2 separate regions of the Macaca mulatta genome follow, and region 2 is linked to region 1. The links are chromatin contacts, called in public Hi-C maps. All regions are on one chromosome and are shown on one strand. The core of a region is the stretch at or near the end of the contact, and the rest is flanking DNA. Distances in the headings are between cores, read along the strand shown. Region 1 holds the start of MDGA1 (MAM domain containing glycosylphosphatidylinositol anchor 1). Region 2 holds the start of CCDC167 (coiled-coil domain containing 167).

What was found. Hi-C and Micro-C count contacts between places; a contact is called where the count stands out from the background.
Region 2: a Hi-C map of fetal cortical plate shows a contact between it and region 1, with 2.4 times the contacts expected there. The contact joins the promoter of CCDC167 here to the promoter of MDGA1 in region 1. A contact is called at or near these places in 4 of 14 Hi-C or Micro-C datasets (cortical neurons, fetal cortex germinal zone, fetal cortical plate and 1 more).

Annotation. Positions count from the first base shown.
Region 1 is chr4:144,529,440-144,534,283 of T2T-MMU8v2.0, reverse strand. It overlaps MDGA1 (MAM domain containing glycosylphosphatidylinositol anchor 1), which reads right to left and starts at 2,455. Exons shown (of 16, transcript XM_078000049.1): 1 at 1,322-2,455. The coding sequence starts at 1,388. LOC144340616 reads left to right here and starts at 655. Exons shown (of 4, transcript XM_078001050.1): 1 at 655-698; 2 at 1,129-1,228; 3 at 1,327-3,442; 4 at 3,533-4,112. The coding sequence starts at 655. The coding sequence ends at 3,543.
Region 2 is chr4:144,729,055-144,733,743 of T2T-MMU8v2.0, reverse strand. CCDC167 (coiled-coil domain containing 167) reads right to left here and starts at 3,221. Exons shown (of 4, transcript NM_001261613.1): 1 at 3,143-3,221. The coding sequence starts at 3,184.

The DNA.
Region 1 (4,844 bases), core at 1,206-3,705:
TAAGACACACACAAACTAATTAAGAAGCAGAGTTTGGCCAGATGCCTGGGCTAGTCTTACCAGAGAATTAAGCCCAAGCCAGCTAGCTGGGTAGGGCCAGGAGCATGTCACCTCCCAGACACCCTTCAGGACACCCCTTCCTCTTGCCAGGCACAAGCAGATGGCCAGGCACCCTCCAGGGTGCTTTAGCCTCAGCACCTGAGGCTGGCAGCCAGTAGTCAGTGCCTATACCACCCCACAAAGAACAGGTCAGACTCCCCTGGATCTAAAAGAGGAATCATTAGTCCCTCCACCCAACAGAAAAGGAGAGAGAGAATCCTGCCCGCCCCAGCCACACATCACTAAAAAGGGACCTGGACAAGCCATCCCGCAGTCAAGAGAAAGCAAAGTAACGGCCACTGGGCCCCTGAGAATGACTTTCAGTGCTGTGGGGTTAAGGCACTGCGGGAGGCTGAGCCAGGTGACTGAATGGATGATGCCTGCCCCGGGGGCCTTCCCTGGGAAAACCCACAGGATGGAAGGGGGAAGGGGTAACCAGAGTCTCCCTTGGAAACCAGAGCGAGACGTGCGGACGCAGGAGCAAGGCTGCGTGGCAGGAGGCAGAGTTTGGACACGTATCCCGGTGGGTGCGTGCCGTGTTTGCGTTTTCTGGGGATGGTGGCTGAATGTGTCTGTGTGTGCGCGCAGGAAGAAGGAAGGTGGGGCTGAGGTTTGTAGCTAGGAACCGGAGACGGGAAGAACTGGTTCAGGGAAGGTCCGAAAAGGGATGCCGGGGTCGTAGGCGCCGGAGCCAGGGAATGTCGGTATCCTGATCAGGCTGTCAAGCCGTGAATAGAAGAAGCGAAGCCGAAGCAACAGCGGGGAAGGCGAGCCCGCCGCCCGACCGCGGTGCTGACAGCCGGCTCACCCGCAAGCCGCGCGGCAACTCCGGCTCATGCATCGCTTGGCTTCCACTCCGGAGGCCGAGCCAGGACGAGCTTTCGGTGCAAGTCGCTGCACCAGTCCTGGGCTGGGTCTGTCCGGGTCTCCCGAGCCGACCGGGTGCTCTCAAGGGTTCCTAATCATTCCCGCCTCTAGCAGGGTGTGGGAAAGTGGGTACCTCCCCCTGACATCCCGGCTTCACACCAGACCCTACGACCAGCCCCTGTGTTCCGAAGCAGCTAGCTCGGTCTCCTCGCGCCCTGGAAAGGGCGGGGACGCGGGCATCCACTCCAGAGTCCGAGTCGAGGTCTCCACCAAACCCCGGCAGCGCGCACTTTGCGCCTCTTGCAAAGTTTCCGCGCGGGGCTAAGCCAAGGTGGAGCGGGACGCGGGCTCTTACCGTAGACTCCTTGTCCCCGGCAGTGGAAGGGGATCAACGCCAGAAGTAGAAGGCAGGTCACCTCCATCTTCACGGCCGGTGCTTCATCCCCGCGAGGCGGCGCAGCCCGAGAGGCGGCGGGGGGCGCATTCGCCGGGGCCCCGCGTCGCCCCTATGCCCCCCCCCTTTCCCTGAGAGGTGACAGAGAGAGTGGCGACGAAGACCAGGAGATTGAAGAGGCGGAGGTAGCGGAGACCCGGGTTTCTCCTCCGGCGGGGTCGCAGACCGCGTGGGGACGCAGGGGGCGCTGGCCCAGCCCCGGGTGCCTCCGCGCGCCCGGCACAGCAGCCAGCGCCCCGACCCGAGGAGCCCGGCCGCCGAGCGCCGCGGGTCCCCAGGGCTGTCCGCGCGGGATGCTGGGCGCCGGGGACCTCTCGGCGGCGGCGGCGGCGCTTCGATCCAACAGGCCACGGACGACTGACAAACTTGTCGTTTCCCCGCACTGGGGCCGCCCCTCAGCGGAGCGGAGTCGGGGAGGCCGGGGCTCCGCTCGAGTTAATCCGCTGTTTCCAGTCCTGCGGCCGCTGCCGTGGGCTCAGCGGCCCCACTCAGGGGGCCGGGCTGAACGCACTCGCGGCGGCGAAGGAGCCCCGGGTCCGGCCCTCCTGATCCGGGGAGCAGCGCGGGCTGGGTTCGGCCGAGGGACGAGCGCCGCGCGTCCCCGGGTCCGTGAAGTTAGCCGAGTCGCCGAGAAACCCGGGGGAGGAATAGCAGCCCGGCGCCCCGCGGGAATCTGGAGAGCAATTCCAGGCAAGAGGGGCCCCAGAAAACGGGGAAAGGAGGAAAGTTTGAGTCTTTTGAAAAATATTAGCGCTCTCCCCCAGGCCGGGGCTGCGGCGCGGGCGCCGCTAGCCGCCTCCGCTCGCCTCGCTCCTCTCCCGCCGTCTGGCCGCGGCCGTGGCGCTCCCGGGCTCCGAGCTCTCCGGAGAGCGGGGCTGCGCCGCACCCCAAGTTGGTCGTCCCCGCCCCCGCCCGGCGGCCTTGGCCTGCGGGGGCCCAGAGCGGGCGGGGTCGGGCCGGGCTCCTGGGCGCGGCGGCCGCTCGGCTCCGGGTCGCGGGAGCGCTCCGCTCGCTCAGCAACTTGGGCTTTGCTGTGCTGCTTTTTCGCCCCTCCGAGGTTTTCATTCCGCTCTCCTCCCGCCTCCCTCCCTCCCTTCCTCCTCCCTCCTCCTCGCGTCTCCTCGTTCGGTCTCTCGCTCTCCCACCCGTTGTCGCTCGCTCTCCTGTTTGATTCCCCTCCAGTTAAAAAAAGGAGCCAATTAAAGGCAGCCCAGCTCGCCTGGCCCAGCCTCTGTCCAATTCCCTCGCCTCCCCCAGGACCAATTAGAGAAAACAAAACAGGGCTGGGGGAAGCTGACTGCCTGCCTTTCTCTCTCTCTCTCTCTCTCTCTCTCTCTCTCTCTCTCTCTCTCTCTCTCTCCTCTCCTCTCTCCTCTCCTCTCCTCTCCTCTCCTCTCCTCTCTCTCTCTCTCTCTCTCTCTCTCCTCTCTCCTCTCCTCTCCTCTCTCTCTCTCTCTCCTCTCTCTTTTTTCTCTCTCTCTCTCCTCTTCTCTCTCCTCCTCTCTCTCTCCCTCTCTCCTCTCTCTGCCTTCCTCTCCTCTTTCCTTTTCTCCTTTCCCTCTCTCTTACTCTCTCCGCCCCCTAACATTCCCCCCGCAACCCCGCCCAGCAGGAAAATGTCAGAAAGCAGAAATGGATCCATCTATCCCGAGGACAGTGGCGGAGGGACCTGGGTTTCGGCGCGGGCTCTGCAGCCGCGCGCTCGCACACTCGTTGTTCGCCAGCCTTGCACACCCAGACTAGCTGGCCGAGCCGGAAGCACCATTGCCAGCAGCCCGCGGGGCAAGCACGGCCGCTCGCTCCGGGGACCCAAGCTCTCAGGGCACTGCACACTTCGTAAATGTTTTGCACTTTGGGGAGGCGGGACTGAAGCGGGGATCCTGGGGAAAGGCCGGGCGCCTGCTGTTACTGGGGTCGTGCAGCCGCGCGAGCCGGGCCGCGGCTGTGGGTCTGCAAGGCTGTCTGCCCGGCTCGGGAGGCCCCCGCCCCTTTTCAGGCGTCTGGTGCCGGGGCCAGGCCAGAGCAGCTGGCGGAGAGGTCGCGCTGACAGCTCCTGCCCTTGCCGCGGCCCACAGGTTGCCAACAGGTTTGTTCTCACGACCCCTCCGCCAGAGCTTCCCTAAGTCACCCCACATTTTCCTTGGCTAGCCGCTCTCCCCATCTTGCCTCCTCTCGGGACCTCAGGCGCCCCCAAGCGCCCCGGGGGCACACCTCCTTCCGGCTGCCGAGCCCGGGCCCCGCTCCAGCCGCGGGAGTCCGGTAGTCGGGTCTCAGCCGCCTCTAAGGGGCCCTCGGGGAGCAGGGGTGCGGAGAACGCTCCTCCCAAACGCCTGCGGGGAGGGGCGTAGCCTGGCAAGCCAGGCGGGTGGCCTCCCCCGCGCCTCCGATCCCGCCCCGCGCCCAACCCGTGTCCTGCTAATCTCACCTGCTCCACCTGTCGCCGTTATTTGTCTCAGCGTGTGCGCAAGAATTGTTTTAGGTCGGCCCGTGGGAGCGCAGACAATCGCAGCAGCTAACAAGCAGGGAGACTACAACCCCCACCCCGCTTCGACCCCCGGAATCGCTCAATATCTTGATGGTGGTTCCACGACTCTATGCATTTGTCAAAACGCAAAGATCTCCACACCCCAAAAGGGTTAATTTGTCTGCATATAAATTGAAACATAAATTTTTAAAAAATAATAATAATAATGAACCGCCCCTTTCCCAGGCCCATTTCCTGCTGGGTCCCTCCTCCCTTGACTCTCCAGGGCTTAGCCCCACCCGAGCGCGCGCTCCTGACTGCTGGGAGGGGAGTGGGAGGTGTCGGGAAGTGCCTGGTGGCATGGGGGGTTCCATCTCCCTTTCTCACCCCCTTTCTGTCCTTCTCGGGAAGCCCAAGAACATCCGAAGACTCCTGTTCTCTAGCCCACCTCCACTCGTTTGCGCCTCCCTTGTGCCCTCTTCCCTCTTCTCTCTCCTTTCTGCCCCGTGGGTCCAAGGCTGATAGGGGGTCCAGACTCAGTGCGGTGCACGCAGCAGATGCCAGCTGCAGACGTGTTCAGTGAATTCACGAATGATGCCCATCATGGCCAGATATCACAGACCTGGGATACCCTCAGAGTAGCCATCCTTTCACTCCCCAGCCCCCGACTGTTACCTCAAAGGCAAAATTTTCATTTTCTGTCCCACAGAGATACACAGCCACCATGCCTCTTCCTACCCACCCCCCCATCCAGTCGGAAAAGGAAGTGGTGCCAGTTGAGAGAGTGATGAGGACTAGCTGCTTCTATTGTCATCCTCTTCCCATTATTAGAGGGTTCCTGGAAGTCCCCACCCCTTCCAGGAAGCTCTCAGGGAGTGATCACAGCCGCTGTGGCTTGCCCATTCTGAGCTGAATGTGTACTTCTCTATGTCATGGGAAACTGCCCTCTGATTTTCCAAT
Region 2 (4,689 bases), core at 1,972-4,471, 200 kb before region 1:
GATCTAAGAAACCTGTTTTCTTTCTTTTTTTTTTTTTTTTTTTTTGATACGGAGTCTGGCTTGGTTGCCCAGGCTGGAGTGTAGTGGCCGGATCTCGGCTCACTGCAAGCTCTGCCTCCCGGGTTCACACCATTTTCCTGCCTCAGCCTCCCGAGTAGCTGGGACTACAGGCGCCCGCCACCTCACCCGGCTAGTTTTTTTTTGTATTTTTTTAGTAGAGACGGGGTTTCACCATGTTAGCCAGGTTGGTCTCGATCTCCTGACCTTATGATCCGCCCATCTCGGCCTCCCAAAGTGCTGGGATTACAGGCTTGAGCCACCGCGCCCGGCCAAGAAACCTGTTTTCTTCTGCCACACATCACAGCCTTCTTGGACTTAAGAACACCACCAGACAGCACTTCAGCCCTATGCTTGGGGCGGGGGGTCGGGGGTCGGGGGGTGGGCAGGGCACTTTAAACCACGAAATCGGGCAGTGGCTCACACCTGTAATCCCAGCACTTTGGGAGGCTGAGGTGGGCGCATCACCTAAGGTCAGGAGTTCGAGACCAGCATGGCCGACATGGCAAGACCTCGTCTTTACCAAAACTACAAAAATTAACCGGATTTGGTGGTGGGCTAATCCCAGCTACTAGGGAGGCTGCAGCAGGAGAAGGGGGGAACACCTGAACAGGAGGTGGAGGTTGCAGTGAGCCAAGAGTGCACCACTACACTCTAGCCTGGGCGAGAGCGAGATTCCGTCTCAAAAGCAAAACACAGCAAAATCACCAATAAAAAACACGAGAATGAAAAAAAACAAAAAACAAAAAACAGGGCACTAAATAGAACACAATAAGGACCCTTGTTTACAGCAGGACAGCTGAAACAAGGCAGGGCATCACCTGTTTGACTTTAGCTGAGAACATGGACCTCGAGCAACTCAAATTTTTTCCCACTGCTCTGCATTTGCCACAAAAGCACTGAGAGTACTGATTTTGGGGTTACAAATGCATTTTAGCTATTAGGGAAATTCACAAATGTGGAATCCGTGAATAATGAGGATCAACTGTAGTTGCAACTGAGACCATTTGGCTCTTTAGAAGAGACCATGTCTCTTCTAAAATAGTTACTGACCCTGTGCAGACATCTGCTGCCCCTTGCTCTAGCCTGTTAGAAAAAAACTCACTTTCTTGTTCTTGAAACCACTGAGTTTTGGAGTTTCTCTGTTACTGCAGCTTATTGTACCCTAATACAGGTTATAAAGTCTATGTTCTTCCCGCCACACAGTGCCATCTCATTTCACCATTCATAAACCATCCTCTTCACATTTCCATCAACCTTTTTCCTACCTAGTATAGGCCAATATTTCTCAAGGGGTGCTACTAAAACTACCTGCATCACCACGGGGTGTGCGTGGCTTGTAAAAAAAAAAAAAAATGCTGATTCTGGCCGGGTATGGTGGCTCATGCCTATAATCCCAGCACTTTGGGAGGCTAAGGTGGGCAGATCACTTGAGGTCAGGTGTTCAAGACCAGCCTGGCCAACATGGTGAAACCCCGTCTCTACAAAAATACAAAAATTAGCCAGGCATGGTGGCACGTGCCTGTAATCCCAGCTACTTAGGAGGCTGAGGCACAAGAATCGCTTGAACCCAGAAGGCAGAGGTTACAGTGAGCCAAGATCATGCCACTGCACTCCAGCCTGGGCAACAGAGCGAGACTCTGTCTTTAAAAAAAAAAAAAAAAGCAGATTCCTTATTAAGAATGCACATCAAAGTCCTACTGAATTACTCGGGGTGTGGGAAGAGTTCAGCTCTCCATTTTTAACAAGCTCTGTGACTCTATGCATGCTAAAGTTTGAGAATCACTGAACTCACTAGTAAGCCTGAAGAAGACTATGACCCAGTACCTCTCCTGCAACCTCCAGGAGGATGCCCTAAGGGAAGGGAAACGGGAAGCAAGATGAATTTCCAGGAAGACCACCTGTGCTGATTCCCAGGCTCCAGCACTTCTACCATCTCAGCCTGGGTTCCACCTGAAACCTCAATTTCCTCATCTGTACAAACCTCACAGGCCTGCAGTGAGGATTAACTGATAATGCAATGAAAGTAGCACACGGTGGTTGCTCAATATGCATGTTTTCTTTCCCTTCAATATGCAGCAAATTATTTTTAAGCCATTCCGTCACATCACCAATTCCAGAATTTGTCAGACAGGCCTCTGAGCCCAAGCTAAGCCATCATATCCCCTGTGACAGGCATGTATAAATCCAGATGGCCTGAAACAACTGAAGATCCACAGAAGAAGTGAAAATAGCCTTAACTGATAACTTTCCACCATTGTGATTTATTTCTGCCCCAACCTAACTGATCAATGTACTTTGTAATCTTCCCCACCCTTAAGAAGGTTCTTTGTAATTCTCCCCACCTTCGAGAATGTACTTTGTGAGATCCACCCCCTGCCCCCAAAACATTGCTCTTAACTCCACCGCCTATCCCAGAACCTATAGGAACTAATGATAATCCTCCACACTTTGCTGACTTTTTTCGGACTCAGCCCGCCTGCACCCAGGTGAAATAAACAGCCACGTTGCTCACACAAAGCCTGTTTGGTGGTCTCTTCATACGGACGCATGAGACCCAATTATCTTTACATATTCCCAAAGTAATTCTGAAGATACAAGCTTCCACACTCTGGAGGAAAAATTTCCCCTTTTAGAGGATATTTAAACCATTAGTAATATACACCAGAATGGGCTCCCTCATCTTTGCGTCCTAGTCCTTTGGGAGTTCCCCTCATCTACAGGTCCCTATTTCTCTGGGGTCTCCCTCACCTTTGTACCCATCCCTTTTGTTCTGTGTCCCTCGCTTTCAGTTCCCTCACTTCTATGCCAGGCCGTCTTTGGGGCTCCCCTTCACTTCCATGTCTCTTCCTCTCTGGAGATGCCCTCTAGTCTGGTTCGCCCATCGGGTACCCTCTCCTGCTAACTTGCCTCCGGGAACCCCGTGGGCCTTCTCACCCCTCCCGTCCCTCTCCCCAAGCCTCGTCGCCCTCTCTTCCTCCGCTTGCCTCCTCCTCCCACCTACAGCCCAGCCCAGCCCATCCCTTATCCCGCGGCCAGGAGAAGGCAACTAACGAGGTGGCCCAACCCCCACTTTTCCCCTCACCTCTAGAGCGACGCCCAGATTCTCCCGCTTCTTTTTAGTCATGTTAGTTGCCCGGATCCCCAAGTCATCACTGGACGCGCCCACCAAGTCGCTATGCGCATGCTCAAGTCTTCATGCTTCTCCCTCATTGGCCACCAAGGCAGCGGGAGGTGGGGCTGCTGGCGTCGCCATCTTGTTGAGGGGCGCGGCCGGCTTGGTGCGGACATGTTTATGAGGGGCAACCTCTAGCTTGAGGTCTCAGCCTAGGTGGGTGGAGGAAGGAAAAGTCGGTACAGGGAGGCACAATGGACAGTCCGGGAGTGGACCTGCCCTTTTCTTCCCCAGTTTTAAGTCACTTTGCATCACTTAGATCCTTTTTTAACCCCATGTTCTCTTTCAGTGTGTTTTGTGTTTCAGCAAAAACCCTGTCCCTGTTTAGGCCACGCCCCTGATTCAAATTCTGTCCATCCTTCAAGGCCCGTGCAGGAGCCCTGAGCTCCTCCGCCAGTGGAATCTGATAATGACCTTCTGTTGTTATTTTTCCTTTGTGTCTTGACTTCTTTTTGTTTTGTTTTATTGTAAGAACAGCCTACAAACATCACAGAATACATATAACTGAGAAGCAGCATCCTTTATTCTACCAACCTTATCAGTTACTCTTTGCTTCTGTTTATTCCTCCCAGGCTTGGCCTCACACACAGTATTTTATATTGTTGTAATCCTACTATACTGTACACCATAGACCTACGGCCTTTGAAATGTTTTGACTGTGACCCCATGATAAAAAGTATACTTTATACCATGGCCCAATTATCCATGAAACCAAAACCAAAGTTTCACAGTAAGTACCTTTACCACCTGTGATGCACTCTGTTATTTTCTATTCTTGCCTATTTAATTAAAAAAACAAGGCCGGGCATGGTGGCTCAGGCCTGTAATCCTGTGTCCAGAGTTGGTTCCTTCTTGTGGGTTCTTGGTCTTGCTGACTTCACAGTGAGTGTTACAGTTCTTAAAGGTAGCATGGACCCAAAGAGTGAGCAGCAGCAAGATTTATTGTGAAGAGCCAAAGAACAAAGCTCCCACGATCATGGAAGGGGACCTGAGTGGGTTGCCACTGCTGACTGGGAGGTGGCCAGCTTTTATTCCCTTATTTGTCCCCACTTACAGAGTGCTAATTGGTCCATTGTGCAGAGTGCTGATTGGTCCATTTTACAGAGTGTTGATTGGTGTGTTTACAATCCTTTAGACACAGAGTGCTGATTGATGTATTTTTTCAGAGTGCTGATTGATGCATTTACAATCCTTTAGCTAGACACGGAGTGCTGATTGGTGTGTTTACAATCCTTCAGTTAGACACAGAGCACTGATTGGTGCGTTTTTACAGAGTGCTGGTTGGTGCATTTACAATCCCTTAGCTAGACACAGAGTGCTGATTGGTGTATTATAATCCTTTAGCTAGACATAGCACTGATTGGTGCATTTTTACAGAGTGCTGATTGGTGCATTTACAAGCCTTTAGCTAGACATAGAGTGCTGATTGGTGCATTTTTACAGAGTGCTGATTGGTG